2 separate regions of the Ovis aries genome follow, and region 1 is linked to region 2. A link is a contact called in public Hi-C data. All regions are on one chromosome and are shown on one strand. The core of a region is the stretch at or near the end of the contact, and the rest is flanking DNA. Distances in the headings are between cores, read along the strand shown.

Region 1 (7,274 bases), core at 2,019-4,518, 89 kb before region 2:
TATAAAGGAGATAGAGAAAGCTTCTGACATAGGCATCAGAAGGGGGCAAAAAGAGTACCCCCTTGCTAGTCTTTAGCTGGATGTTATATAGTCACCAGCAGTCTGTTAATGAAAGAAAGGAGTGTCTCGACACTTAGAATGGCACCAGGCCCCTCACCCGTAAGATGTATTTTGGGATAATCTTGGCTCCAAATGGTTTATCTTGGGCCATAAAATGATTAACTTGAATCTTGAAGAAGGGCAGAGCACCATACAAATAGTTTCCTTTACATAGATTAGAGGAACAATATAGGAGTATAACATACTGGTTTATCAAGTAGGTTCTGAGCCCAAAAGGCGGAACCAACTTGAAGACAGAGTTTGGGGTAAATGCATAGTACATTAGCATAGCCTAAGATAAACATTTCCACAAGAAAAAGGCATTTGTTAACTTCAAGTGAAACCAGGTATCATTATGACAACACAGAATTTTAAAAGAAACCTCCTTCTAAATTCATATAGGGAAGGAAAAAAATATCGCTAGTTTGTTTCCTCCTGCCGATTAAGAGAGATAAAATGTCTGACACTTGCAGGCTATTTCCCCCATTTGGAGACCCCTGGCCTTCCTGCCTGTTACCCTCTCAAAACTCCTGTAAGAGAATATAGGCAGTAAGCTCTTTGACCTCGGTCTTGGTAATAATTTTTGGGATGTGTATTATCAAGCAAGGGAAACTAAAAGCAAAAATAAACAAATGGGACTAGATCAAACTAAAAAGCATTTGCACAGCAAAGGAAACTATCAACAAAATAGGCAGCCTACTGAATGGGAGAATATATTTGAGCAAATAATATATCTGATAAAGGACTAATATTCAAAATATAAAAAAAAAAAACCCTCATGCAACTCAACATCCAAAATCCAAACAATCCAATTGAAAAATGGGCAGAGGACCTGAAAAGACATCTTTTCAAAAGAGACACGAAGATGCCAACAGACACATGGAAAGAGTCTCAATATTGTTCATCATCAGGGAAATGCAATTTAAAACCACAATGAAATATCACCTCACACTTGTTAGAATAGGGGGCTTCCCTGGTGGCTCAGAGGTTAAAGCGTCTGCCTGCAATGCAGGAGACCTGGGTTCGATCCCTCGGTCAAGAAGATCCCCTGGAGAAGGAAATGGCAACCCACTCCAGTATTCTTGCCTAGAGAATCCCATAGATGGAGGAGCCTGGTGGGCTACAGTCCACGGTATCGCAAAGAGTCGGACATGACTGAGCGACTTCACTTTCACTTTCTTGTTAGAATGTCTATTATCAAAAAGTCAAGCAATAACAAGTGTGGACAAGAATGTGAAGAAAGGGGAACCCTCATTCACTTTTGGTGGGAATGTAGGCTGTGCAGCCCACTATGGAAAATAGTATGGAGGTACCTCAAAAAAAGGTGTGGCTTCACGTCCCACTTCCCGCCTCCTTTAGGCTGAGCCCACCCTGGCTCCAGAAGGACACTGCCTTCCTGAATGCGCGCTGCTATCAGGAGGCCCAGCGCTGCTTTCAGGGCAAATGCGTGTGAACCACGGATGTACACGTGCCCCAGCCGATTCCTGCAAAGCCCCCATCTCTGTCTCTTGTGGCCGCTCTTCCCAGTGCACCCCTTCCAAGTCTTTCCCCACCTGCCATACAGGTCACAAGGGCATGAACTGCTGTATCCTTTCTCCACCTGTGGTCAGATCTGTGGCTTCGCAAGCTGTGAACTGACAAATTGCTGGGGGGACTCTCTTTCCCACCATTGTTTCACTGGGGAAACCCACTAACTGGTGCAGGGAGGGGAGGGGGTGCAGCAGCTCTGAGGCTCCTCAGCACCCCCTCCAGCAGCTGTGACCCTTGGCTAGCTGTTTAAGAAGAAAGTGCAAATGGACTGCAAGGGCAGGGCTGGCATGGCCATCAAAAGAGGTGGGTGCAATCCTGGACCTGCCTATGCTGCAGGCAACACACCCAGCCTGAGGATGGCCGTGAAGGTTTTAGGAGCTGATACGGGAAAGCACATTGTAAATTGTTAAGCTCTAAGTAAATGCCAGGTGTTGTTACCCAGCAAGGGACATGAGTCAAAGAATAAGGCCAGAAAAACTGTGTGATTCTTGTCTGCTTTACTCATGGCTGCCTCCCCAGCACCGAGAATGGTGCCTGACACATGGCTGGTGCTCAGTAAAAGTTTTTAAATGAATGAACAAACGAAGGCACTATCTATGCGGTCTTGGTGGTTTCTCCTTTCTCTCTTTTGACCTGTGGCATTTCAGACTTATCCCCCAAGAAAGCAGATGCTGTGGAAAAGTAGGAAAAGGTACTGGAAGAGAATGGTTTATTTCTTGCTGTGTGAATTTGGGCGAGTTCTTTATCACTCTGGGCTTCAGCTTCCACATCAAACAAATGGAAATGATAATATGACCCACAATCTTCATCCCAGGGGTCGTGATAATAGCAAATGAGAGCATTTAGGTTTAAAGGCTTTCCTGGGGCTTCCCTGGTGGCTCAGTGGTAAAGAATCTGCCTGCCAATGCAGGAGACATGCGATGGATCCCTGGTCTGGGAAGATCCCACATGCTTTGTAGCAGCTAAGCCTGTGTGCCACAACTACTGAACCCAGTGAGCCTAGAGCCTGTGCTGTGTAACAAGAGAAGCCACCGCAATGAGGAGCCCTCACAAAGCAACGAAGAGTAAGCCCCTGCTCACCACAAGTAGAGAAAAGCCTGAGCAGCAGCGGAGACCAAAAATAACCAAACATAAAAATAAAAGCAATGTTAAAAGTCTGTCCTATGGTGCTTTTTAAGGATACCTTGTTTTGAGAACACCTTTTAAAGTTATCCTGTACCGTGGATTACAGCAGCCAGAAAGGGACCCTTAAAAGACCCCTGTAGACCCTCAGCTAGGTTCCGCTAACTAGTCAGTCTTAAAGGTGAGAAAAAAAGAAAGACTTTTATTTATTGGAAGTTGCCTGTACTAAAATGAGTGGAGTCGTGTGTGTGTGTGTGTGTGTGTGTGTGGGGGGGGGGGGGGGGGGGTGGAAATTTGTCTGGTTAGAAATTGAATTCCTGGTCTGTGGCCAACCTTCCCTAATGATCCATATAAGGAAAGGGAAATACTCCCACACAGAATCAGTTTACAAAGTCTTGAGAAATCAATAACTCTCGAGGTTTATCTAACAAACACGCCCGCTCCTGACTCAGCCTGCTCTAGTCAGGAGCCTTTCGGGAACGCAGCGAGCTTCCTAAACAGGCATGAGAGCTCTTTTTTCATCACTGAAACACGTCTTCTGAGAAGCGGTGCTGAGCCCCAGCACACAGACCAGCTTGGACACACTCCATCCACAGGGCCCAAGGCTGCTTGCAGAGATGGCCACACTCTTATGCATATCAGGTTTCCCGCCTCCTCTCCTCCCACCTTTGCCCCTACTTGCTGGCTGGGCCTGAAGTCTCTTTGAGGAAAACACAGTTCATCACTGATGGTTGGAGAGAGAGCCCATGTGAACATACATACCCCAGAACACGGCTTACATTCCTACCAGGCTATCACCTGTCAGAATCTGAAGAAGAGCAAGGGACCCAGAAAGGGAAACTTAGGGACAAGGACAAGTTTGACTTTCTTTAGAATTTGGTCAAGCATCAGCTCTGGACCACAGTAACTGAGGCACTTTTTTGCCCATGTCCATCTCACCCATCCACACAGAACACCTTCCATCATTGTCTGCTTCTTGACCTCAGAGAGACTCAAAGAAGGTCCATGATCCCATAGAGTGTACCAGGCTCCTCCATCCATGGGATTTTCCAGGCAAGAGTACTGGAGCGGGTTGCCATTCCCTTCTCCAGGGGATCTTCCCGACCCAGGGATCGAACCCGGGTCTCCTGCATTGTAGGCAGACGCTTTACCATCTGAGCCACTAGGGAAGTCACCTTCAAGAAGACACATGCCCTCATTTTTAGCCTTTTGCCCATGAGGCCCAGGATGTAGGTTCATGGTTTGCTGTGCTGAACGGGGACATGAACTATGTAGGCACATGGAACTTCGGAGAAACCACTTGACCTCTCCAACCTTCAGTCTCCTCATCTGTAAAGTGAGGTGGTTAAACTGGAAAACTTCCAAGTTCTTTTCTAGTTCTAAAAGACTGCTCCACTCCCCAGGTCAACTGGGCCCATTTGGATTCAGGAGAGCATCGGTGATTCTGTATGTTGCCCTCCCAATAGAAGAGTCACAGGGCACACCCGATGTAGTCCTCTGAACCTCTACAATCGATTATGCATGGGTTCCCGGGAGCATCAGAGCTATCTGCGTTCCTGGTCTTTGAAGCTTTCTAGCTGCGTGTGACCTTGGGAAACCTTTGTACTCAGCTTCTTTATCACTAGAAGAAAGTGAAAGCTCCTACCTGGCCAAGTCAGTGGGAGGTTAGAGTTGATGGATTTCTGTCTTTCTTTTTTTAGAATAATACTTGGCTCATCACAAGGGAGCCAAGGAGTTATTGGCTCCCTTCCTTCAGTCTCGCTAATGGAGTCATATTGGGCTGAACGTGTTAGGAGAAGGTAAACTCCAAAAGTGCTTCACAGATGTATCAGTTAGGCTATTGGCTAAGCTGCTGTAACAAAGAGACTTAGAAATACAGTGGTCAAAATGTGTTCGAATTTAATTTCTTACTTATTAACAGAGGTCATAGCTAGAGGTAAGAGGTTGATGAGCAACTCTGCTCTGTGAAACTTTGATTTTCCACATCCTGCTGTTTTTCAAGACCAGCTCAGAGCCCATCTCTCTCAGAGACCCTGGGTCACTCTTGTCCACAAGGATCACGTGTAGTAAGTTCTCAACAGCAGACGCTGCACTCACTGCCTTGCAGGGCTGGATGACTGTGCAGGTGAGAAAGCTTTATCTTCCCCACCAGACTGGGAACCCCTTGAGGTCAAGGGTCATGTCTTCTTGACATTTGTCCTCATGATGCTAGCATGCGGTAGGCTTTCTGGGAGGGTTTGCCCGGGGGGGTGGGGGGGGGAGGTGGGGAAAGCATTCCTGGGAACTTCAGCCAGACACAATCATGAAAGCTGAGGTGTTTGCTTAGTCATCACAGCTACATATTTTTCAGATTAATTATCATGCAGTTTCTTCATATCTTCCAACAAATGAAAGAAAAAATGTGTACTGAGAGTGTGTGAAAATTAACTCATAAAAATCCCCAACTCACCACAAAATTTCAAGAAATGCCTTACACTTGAACATGGAAACATGGGTTCTCCTGCCGTGTGTAAGTGAAGAGCCTTTGGGTGGCCGAGCTGGCTGGGGTGCCCAGTGGAGTGAATATTTTCACCCTATGGGAAGTTTATAGAATCAAATTTCATAGTGGAAAGACTTGCTGCAGTGGTTAGTTGTGAAAACTGCCCCCGTTTAACTGGTTTATGGCTAATCCCTGGCTTCCCCAGTGGCCCAGTGGTAAAGACCCTGCCTGCAACTCAGGAGACATGGGAGATGTGAGTTCAGTCCCTGCGTCGGGAAGATCCCCTGAAGAAGGAAACGGAGAAGGACAGCAAGGAGGCTGGCGTGGCTCTGCTGGTGGAGCGGAGTGAGTAGGGTAGTGATGTGGTCAGACAGGTCTGGAAGCCAGACTGCGTAGGGTTCGGAAGGCTGTGATGTACTCAGACAATGTGCTATATCAGATGAGAGGCCATCCGAGGGTTCTGACTTGGGGGAGGTGAAAGTTTAAAAAAAATCACTCTAATAAGTTGAGATCAGACAAAGGAGTCAAAAGTAGAAGCCAGAGAGCAATTAGGAGAGAATTGCAAGGAGGTGATGGTGCCATGAGGCAGCTTGGTAGTAGGAGCGGGTGAGCAAGGATCTTGTTCTGAATATATTTTGTAGGTAGTGCTAACAGGACTTGTTGACAGATGTAATATTGGTATGAAAGAAAGAGAAGAGTGAAGGTTGACTATGAGGGTTTTGGCAGGCTGGAGCTTTTCAAAAGTACAACATGCTATATTCTACTGAAGTACAATATGGGACAGTAGATTTGGACACACCAGGTGTGAGGGGCTGGTTAGACACCAAGTAAGGTTGGGGCTTGCTGGATAGTGCTAGTGGTAAAGAAGCCATCTGCCAATGCAGGAGACATAAGAGTCTCAGGTTCGATCCCTGGGATCAGGAAGATCCCCTGGAGGAGGGTATGGCAACCCACTCCATTATTCTCACCTAGAAAGTCCCATGGACAGAGGATCCTGGTGGGCTACAGTCCATGGGGTCACAGAGAGTCGGACACAACTTAGCAACTAAACAACACCAAGAACAAGTCAAATATAGTTGAAACCAGTGCTACAGCAGTGACTTCATGTCAATGACATCATGTCATTTAAGAAATCTTTACTCATTAAATTTAACAATTAAAAAAAAAAAAAAGAAATCTTTACTGAGAGCCTGTTACGTGTGGGCTCTTGGAGCTGGGGATAACCAGCCAGCCTCCGCCCCCAAGAAGCTTCTATTACACTTGAGGACAGTGACACTACCTGACATGTAAATAAATACCCAAGAAACGCAAATTCAAATGGCTACAGATGCTGAGAAGAAACTAGAACAGATAAAGGAAGAGAGGAGCTGTGGTTTCTCTGAAGACATACCATTTGAGCTGAAACCAAGGTGATGAGAAGGAGGCATATGGTATTCAGGGAAGGAGGGAGCGTTCCAGGCCGAGGGCGCAGCCAGTGTGGAGGTCTGAGATGGGAACGTGCTTGGCTGTGTCGGGACGACAGAGTAGACAGCTGGTGTGCCAGGGACACAGGGAAAGGGGAGCTGTGTGGGGACAATGTTAGAGAGGTGGGCAAGGGGCGGTGTGGTCCAGATTGAGCCTTGCTAACTTGGCAAGAACACTTGGTTTCATTTCCCAGCAGGGGAGTGGTGGTGGGCTTCAGTTTATCCTGACGGCTGAGTGTGGCACGGCCTGTGAACGAACAGGGAAACAGGCATGAGGAATGTCATAAGTGATGAGAGCAGAAATGGTCACGTGAGGGAGGGCCTCAGGTGATCTTTGAAGACCTTGCTGATGGACTGAATGAACGAAGAGGGAAGTCTAAGATGACTTCTAGGTTTTGGCTTAAGTAATGGAATGGCTGCTGGTGCTGGTTACAAGACAGGGGCAGACTGGAAGAGGGCCAGTGTGGGGGAGAAATGAAGAGGTCCACAGTGACGATGACTATAAGATGATGGTAAATTTGAGATGCCTGTTAGTCACCTTGCAATTCTGTGTGTTATCTGCAAAGGAAGTCACATATACA
Region 2 (6,969 bases), core at 966-3,465:
TTTCGGAATGTACTTTGTGTAGAGCAGCATTGGAAATCATTTGGCCACAGTCTGATCAACCAGGAAAAAAACTTTACTATGCAATGTTAATTTACCATAGCCAGTTTTCTTCCTCTTCTTGAAAATGGTAAAAAAAATTTTAGCATTTTCTGAATCTTAGAAAATGTTATTCTATATTCACTCAAAAACCCATGCTAACACCCAACAAATTCCTCTTCCCTGCCTAATAACTTTAGTGATTATGCAAAATATATATTCATCTAATTTACCAACCTTTATGGCAACTTTTGTATCACAATATAACATTGAACATAATTTTTCTTATTGAATTGCTGATCTTGACATTGTTTAAAGCCCTTCATTATTTCAGGAGAGTCAGTGGCTCCAAATACAATCCAAATACAACTCCAAATACAATTACAGTGCAGACAGAGCAACAATTCCTTGCATCTTGTATGGCAGTGGTCCCCAACCTTTTAGGCACCAGGGGATGATTTTGTGGAGGACAATTTTCCACTGATTGGGGTAGGGGGTGGTTTCGGGATGACTCAAGCACATTACATTTACTGTGCATTTTATTTCTATTATTATTACATCAGCTCCACCTCAGATCGCCAGGCATTTGACCCAGAGGTTGGGGACCGCAGTTGTAAGGCATTAGGTTGAAGTGCAACATTTTCTCCCAGCTGTTTTCAACTCCAGAGTACAAAGAATCACAACCCAGGTGGCCAAAGATCTGTTAGGGAAAATGCCTCAGGCCAAAGACTGCAAAAAGGAGATGTGCACGGCTTGGTTTTGCAAATATAAGCTTTGTGGGTTTTAAAGTTGGAAGAGAGCTCAAAGAGGAAACCAGCAAGTGCAGCTTTCAGTTTCTAGGAAGGAAGGACTCTGCTAAACCTGGACTTGCTATTTCAGTTCAAGGATGCGAGAAAATTAAATTTTGCAAAGTTGTATGTCTTTTAAAGTGAGTTTAATGCTATGTCTCAACAGGCTATATGAAAATGTGTATACAGTGTGCACTAAAATGAAGGGCTAATTTCCCTGGCGGGGAGGAAAGTGGGAGAGGAGAGAAAACAGACTCTATTCTCCTAAAAACTCTCCAGTCTGTCTCGCAGGCAACTACAGAGTAACAGTAATGATAGATGGCAATACTTTGACAAGACCCCGTACAGAGCCACTCAGCGGAATGAGAGTTAACCTCCTGCCTTATAACTTTCCTTATAACTTCCTCAGAAGAGGAAGCCAGAAGAATCAGAAAGCTTGACTGATTACGTTAAATTTTTTCATTTAATAGTTTCTTTAATTTGAGCGGAACTAACTCAATCCCACAAATGTCTTCTTCAACGTGAGAACAATCCTTTCGGGAACCACAAGGCGGCACATGTCACGCCGGAATTCTCCCAGAGGCAAACTGCCAGATTTAGGACAGTCCTTCCTCGGTCACTAACACGAACTGGTCTGCATTGTGCCTGGACTGACTGACCTTCGGACCGGTCGCAACACTTGCATTGGCACCACCTCATAGCAGACACCTAGGCTAAGGGCCCCCGGAGGTGGGCAGGCCAGGTATCATTGCCTTGGGTGCGAACGACGAAATTGCAGATGCTGGCAGAAGGCTCTGCTCCTCGTCATGCTGTTACTTGGCTGCAGATTCTAAGCTCGCCCGACGTGGGCATAGAGCCCCAGAAATGCTCTCTAGGGCCAGAGAGGAGCCCGCGGCCAGTACTTTCTATTAATCTTGGTAGGTGCTGCGCTCCCGCCGGCCTGGACATTGCATCGCCAAATGGAAGGGAGGGAATCCCTCTCTTCCTCCCCGAACTCCTTCCATCCGCCCTCTATTCCTTCCCCACAGACCTGCCGCCCACTCAGGCGGGACATCTGGATAGGTGATCTCGGGGCCAGGAAGCTGGGGCGTCACGGGATCTGAGCGGCTGGGGACCCTGGTTGCCCTCAGCACCTGGACCGGCCAGCAGCCGAAGGACGCTCGCGCTCGGCGGCGGGTTGAATCACGGGTGAATCAGTCCTTGCAGGGTCCCGGAGTTTCCTACTGGGAGGAGGCGGGGCGGGGTGTGGACTCGCCGGGGGCCGCCCACCGAGGCGACGAAGGCTGGCCGGGGGCGGGGAGTCGGGAGGAGAGGCGGGGGCGGACTCCGCACGGGCGGAGGCGCAAACGTGCGCCTAGCTCTTTAAAGCGCGGCGGGGACTGGCTCCCGCAAACTCTGGGCTCTCCACGTCCCTCCCGGTTCATCCTGCAGCCCCAGGTGCCTCCAGCCCAGCCTCCGCAGCATCCTCACTTCTCCAGCCTCCGGGGCTCAGCAGAATCTTTGAGACCTCGCCGTCAGCGCGGGGACATGGCGACCCCCAACGGGCTCCGGGTGCCCTGCCCCCAGGCCGCCGTCGCTCGGGCTCTTCTATTCGGCTTAGTCCTCATCCAGGTGGCCGGAGTCGCCGGTGAGTGGCACCCGCCTCGAAGAGCCCTGGGGTGAGCCACCGGGAGGAGGGAGGACGGGTCTGGCTGACCGCGGGCTCTCCCTGCCGCCCCGAGGTGCGGCTCGCCCGGGACCCGCCGCCCCTTCTGCTCGAGATGCTTGCCCTGGGCATCCATTGTTGCCTAAGTGCCTTTGGGGCTCTCGCTTTAGTTTCCCAGTGAGCCGACACCTTGAAAATGATGGGACAAGGCTCCGCACCTGCAGGGGTCGACAGGCAATGTTTGAATGTTATCCTTCATTGTATGTGGACTTTCCTTAATGAGAAACGGCTCTCGGTCTTCTCTTGATCGTCAGTGTTTTAGATTGGGTTAGTCAGTCCTTCCAAAATGGAGCAGGCCCTGTAAGCCTGTTCTGTGTGAGATGCAGGCAGAGACTAACTTTCTGAGAACTGGCAAAGAAGACCTTAACAATAAGGCATCCTAACCGAATACAGCCGACAGTGTACAGGCTTATTGTCTGCTGGGGTGTTTGTGGAAGTTTCTGAAATAGTGACTGAAATTATTCATGGGGTTAGATAAAAGTGAAAAAAGTCAAGATTTGTTTTTTATTGGATGCAGTCCTAACTCTTCCGACATATGTGGGCTTTGCCCTTTAACATAGTTTGCAGAAACCCATCCTAGCCGGCTTTCCTTGCTAAATTAAACCTGGAATCCTGCCCTTCCCCCTTCTCCAGTTGGTCCGTGGATACCCTGGGCCCCAGAAGGCTCCTGAGCTGTGCTTCCAGGTCGTTATCACAGGGCTTTCCCCGCGAATAATTTCATACAAGGACTTCAAGACCATTGTGTGTTTCCTTAGATCACCAGGTCGTCTTGCCATGAGGAACCTCTGGGTTTAGGAAAATATTGCCGATTTTTTTCTTATGATAATTCAGTTAAAGCTTTTGTGGTTAGGAAAATATTAATGTGAGGTTTATGATGATGGTACAGAGTGGGAATGTTTTATACCATCAACATAAAATTGTGTGCTGAGAAGTTCATGTAAACATTAAACTGTTTCTCTGTTGTTTAAAGGCACTACAGATGTAGTGGTAGCATATAATATAACTTGGAAGTCAACTAATTTCAAGACCATTTTGGAGTGGGAACCCAAACCCATCAATTATGTCTACACTGTTCAGATAAGGTAAGCTAGGTACCAAAGAAAGAAAAATAAGATTTTTGTTGTTTCCACTTTCCTGTGCTGAATACGGATGTCTTTAAAGCTGATTGACGGATGAAATTATTTAACAGATAACAGAGAATAAGAGGGCATTCATGGTAATGTGCTGGCCGGAGTCTGTAACACTGACCTTAAACTGATAGAATGTTTGGTTTCCGGAGATGATTGGGGAAATTTGTGAGTATAAGCTGTGGAGATGTGAACTTTCTTGAGCAAGCCGTGGTGGCACTGATAGATGTGGTCGTGGATCACTGATAACTCATTTCTCTGAGTACACACAGCCTTTTCTGTGCTGTCTAGACTGCCAGCTGGATCTAACATGTTAGAGAAGAGGTAGGGAGGAGTTTGGACGTATACGTTGCCCTTAAGCAGTGTTTGATTCATTACTCTTTGGATTCATGATTCAAAATTCCGTTGCATACATGACCCTGGAGGAGGTCAAATCCGTGATTCACTGAGCAGGGAAGGAATACACCATCAAGTTTTTGGTTTTAGCAAGTTTTTGGTTTCTGAAAGGTTCTAGGATGCTTGGTAGAGATCTTATTAAGTAGAGGACAGCAGCTATGGAAACTAAGACTCCTTGTAGAAGGCACAGACATGTCGCTGACTAAAATTAAAGGTTTTTTTGCTGTTTTGTTTAACTTGTACCAAGTCTTTTATAGCATTTGAAATGCAGCTCTTAAGTATGGAGTGGGTCTTTTAGGCAGATGTTCTTTTTTTTTTTTTTTCAACATCAACTTCATGACAACTATTGCCGAGTCAACAGGGAAGAAAATTTGTGTGTGCATGCATACATGCTTGTATATATACAAAGAAAGATTTAGAGGAATTTAAAAGTAGAGGTAATAATTACAATTATGGCCAAACTTGTCAAATCAGATTCCACTTGATGAAAGTTACTAATTCCACAAATGCAGGCAGGGCTGAAGTTTACCTTAGTAGACACTTTGTTTCTGAGTAGCGAAAAGATTTTAGGAAGGATGCTTACCTCCTAAATATATTGAATCTTAAGTTTGGTGAACGTGAGAAAACATATTTCTGATTTACCAGATTTTTAAACATTTAGACTGTCAATTCTGAGTTGTCAGACTGCAAAGCTACTGTTACCTAAGCGTGTCAAGTCTTAAGTTCTCAACTGCAAGGCTGCTATTATTTAAGCGGACATGGCCCCCGTGTGCAAACAGCCTAGCGCAGAGCTGCCCCTTGGGGGCGCCCGCGGGCCCTGTGTTGTGTCCGGCCCAGCGGGCCATCTATCCTCGTGTGCTGAAGGAACTGTGAGAGGTCCCAAGCCCCTGCCGGAGACCTGCACTCTTCCGTTACCAGCCCACGGGTAAATGGGATTCCTAGGTAAAGGGACCATAGTAGTCATTTTATAGACGAGGAAACCGCCTTGGAAAGGTAAGGGATTTACCTTGGTGTGCTTACAGCAGGGTCAGGAAGCAAGGCGCACCCCCACCTTCTCAGTGGGTCTGCGTGAGTCTTATGTGAGACTCCAGAGCCCGGAGGAGGAAAGAGAGCCGTTCCCCCTGGTCCCCTCAGTGCACATTTCTCCCTCCCGGTCCTCTTCCCTAGAGAAAGCATCTTGACCCGCGGCTCCTCCAGAGCCAGCCGCCCCACCACCAGCCTGTCCCCAGACACAAGGCGCCACAGCTGTGCCTGGAGCTCCAACTGCATTTTTCCCTTTTGGAAGCAGTTTTCAGTCGCAAAGTGTTACTGGCTCAAGCCTTGCCACCCAACCATCCCCTGAAATACTGGTTCCATAAATTCTAAATTGGAACTTCCAGAGCTTGTAGAAAATAACCTGCTCCTTAATTGGTGGGTCTGAATTCTGTTGGGATTTTTTAGAAGTTCAGGCGGGACTTTTATTATTTCCAAATCAGGAGATTTTGCAATACCCAGAGGAACCTCGGAGGCGTTTATAGTGTTAATGCTGATAATAGCAGTCAAGAGGAACTGACTGCAGAATTGCCCCTTCCCAACCAGTTCGCAGTACTTAAAAGCTCTATAACTTTTGGTGATTATTACCTGTGCTAGGTTTTTTCAGAGGTCTGTGGTTCCTCCTGTGAGCTGAAGGAACCGCAAATGCTATCTCTCAGATGGAATGTAGCCACAGCACCCAGAAGTGTTTCTCCTGTTATCTGAACAACTTGTTTGCCATAGCAGTGGAGAAGAATCATCAGGTGCTTGTTCACTTTTAAAAATAGAAATGATGCCGTTTTCAAAAATGCATTCTGGTCATTCTGGAATTAAGGCTGCATCTCTACTTTTATCACAGAAAACTAGAGAAATTCAAGAGTATGTAAATATATTTCTGTCTTAATCTTAGTTTGTGAATTTACGGACCAAGAGTATGTTTGTCCATACCCTCTTAGCCTGGTTATTTAGTTCAGACTTTTAAAAGATTCTTATTTATGATTCTTATGACTGGATTTAGACAGTTAAATCCATATGGCAGCTTGTTTCCTCCCCAGTTCAGCCTCTAAATGTAAACCATCTAATGCTCCACAAATCCTGGCCATGTGCAAGCCCTAAAGCCCCACTGTTGGAGGAGCACAGGGCTGGAAGTACCAGGCTCACTTAAGTGCTTTAATGAGATATCCGTGCTGGGGCCAGGGAAGGGAGAGATCAGTTCTGAGCAAGGAGATCTGGAGTTTCTTGTAGAAGGTGGGACTGGAGTGTGGCCTGGAATGACGGGCAGGACACTCTGGGGGTTGACGATGGGGAACAACGGAGCAGCTGTCAGCTCGCGTGGCACACTTGTCAGTGCCTCGAGTGGCACTGACATTTTTCTAGGAAGTGTTTCAGGTCTGCAGAATAGTTTCACGTTTTTCATAGAAGTTCTTTATATCATTTCAGGATAATTTCATTTTTAGTGCTTCTTTAAATCATTTTCTCTTCGATGATATCTTACAAAAGAAAATTCTGTCTTAAGAGAGACTCAGATCTGTCTCTTAGTCTCAGACTTTGACAGACACTACCTGTATTGTTACTCTATAATTTTTGATGGCTCATCCTGTGAAAGTGAGGGAGGCAAGTACTGATCATATAATGAGAAGAACAGACCCAGCTCTCATCTCATAAGCTGTAAGACCTTATACAAGTTATGTAGCAGCTCTGAGCTTCAGTATCCTCATATGTGAGAAAGAGCCAGTACTTTCTTGAAAGGATTAATACCAAACGAAGTAACATGTTTAAGGGTCCAGTAGAGCACCTGGCTTATGGTAGTTTTAATAACTGTTAAGTAACCACACCAATAATGGTTACAATAGAATGTAATAGAATAGAATGTATTATTATATAGACTATATAACTGCATTGACTA

The links. Hi-C and Micro-C count contacts between places; a contact is called where the count stands out from the background.
Region 1: a Hi-C map of tail adipose tissue shows a contact between it and region 2, with 2.2 times the contacts expected there. The contact joins the enhancer-like site here to the promoter of F3 in region 2. A contact is called at or near these places in 4 of 16 Hi-C or Micro-C datasets (liver, mixed tissues, skin fibroblasts and 1 more).

What each region holds. Positions count from the first base shown.
Region 1 is chr1:71,731,280-71,738,553 of ARS-UI_Ramb_v3.0, reverse strand. All of the region lies in intron 1 of LOC132658019 (a long non-coding RNA gene), which reads left to right. The region is part of intron 2 of LOC132658017 (a long non-coding RNA gene); the gene reads left to right. Among named protein-coding and RNA genes, the nearest start is that of F3, 89 kb to the right of the region's middle. Within about 2 kb of position 3,268, at least 15 of the 54 cell types and tissues checked have an H3K27ac peak or open chromatin away from gene starts, as enhancers often do. A contact at or near this core is called in tail adipose tissue, where this site is marked.
Region 2 is chr1:71,641,176-71,648,144 of ARS-UI_Ramb_v3.0, reverse strand. It overlaps F3 (coagulation factor III, tissue factor), which reads left to right and starts at 2,215. Exons shown (of 6, transcript XM_027972225.3): 1 at 2,215-2,451; 2 at 3,500-3,611. The coding sequence starts at 2,352.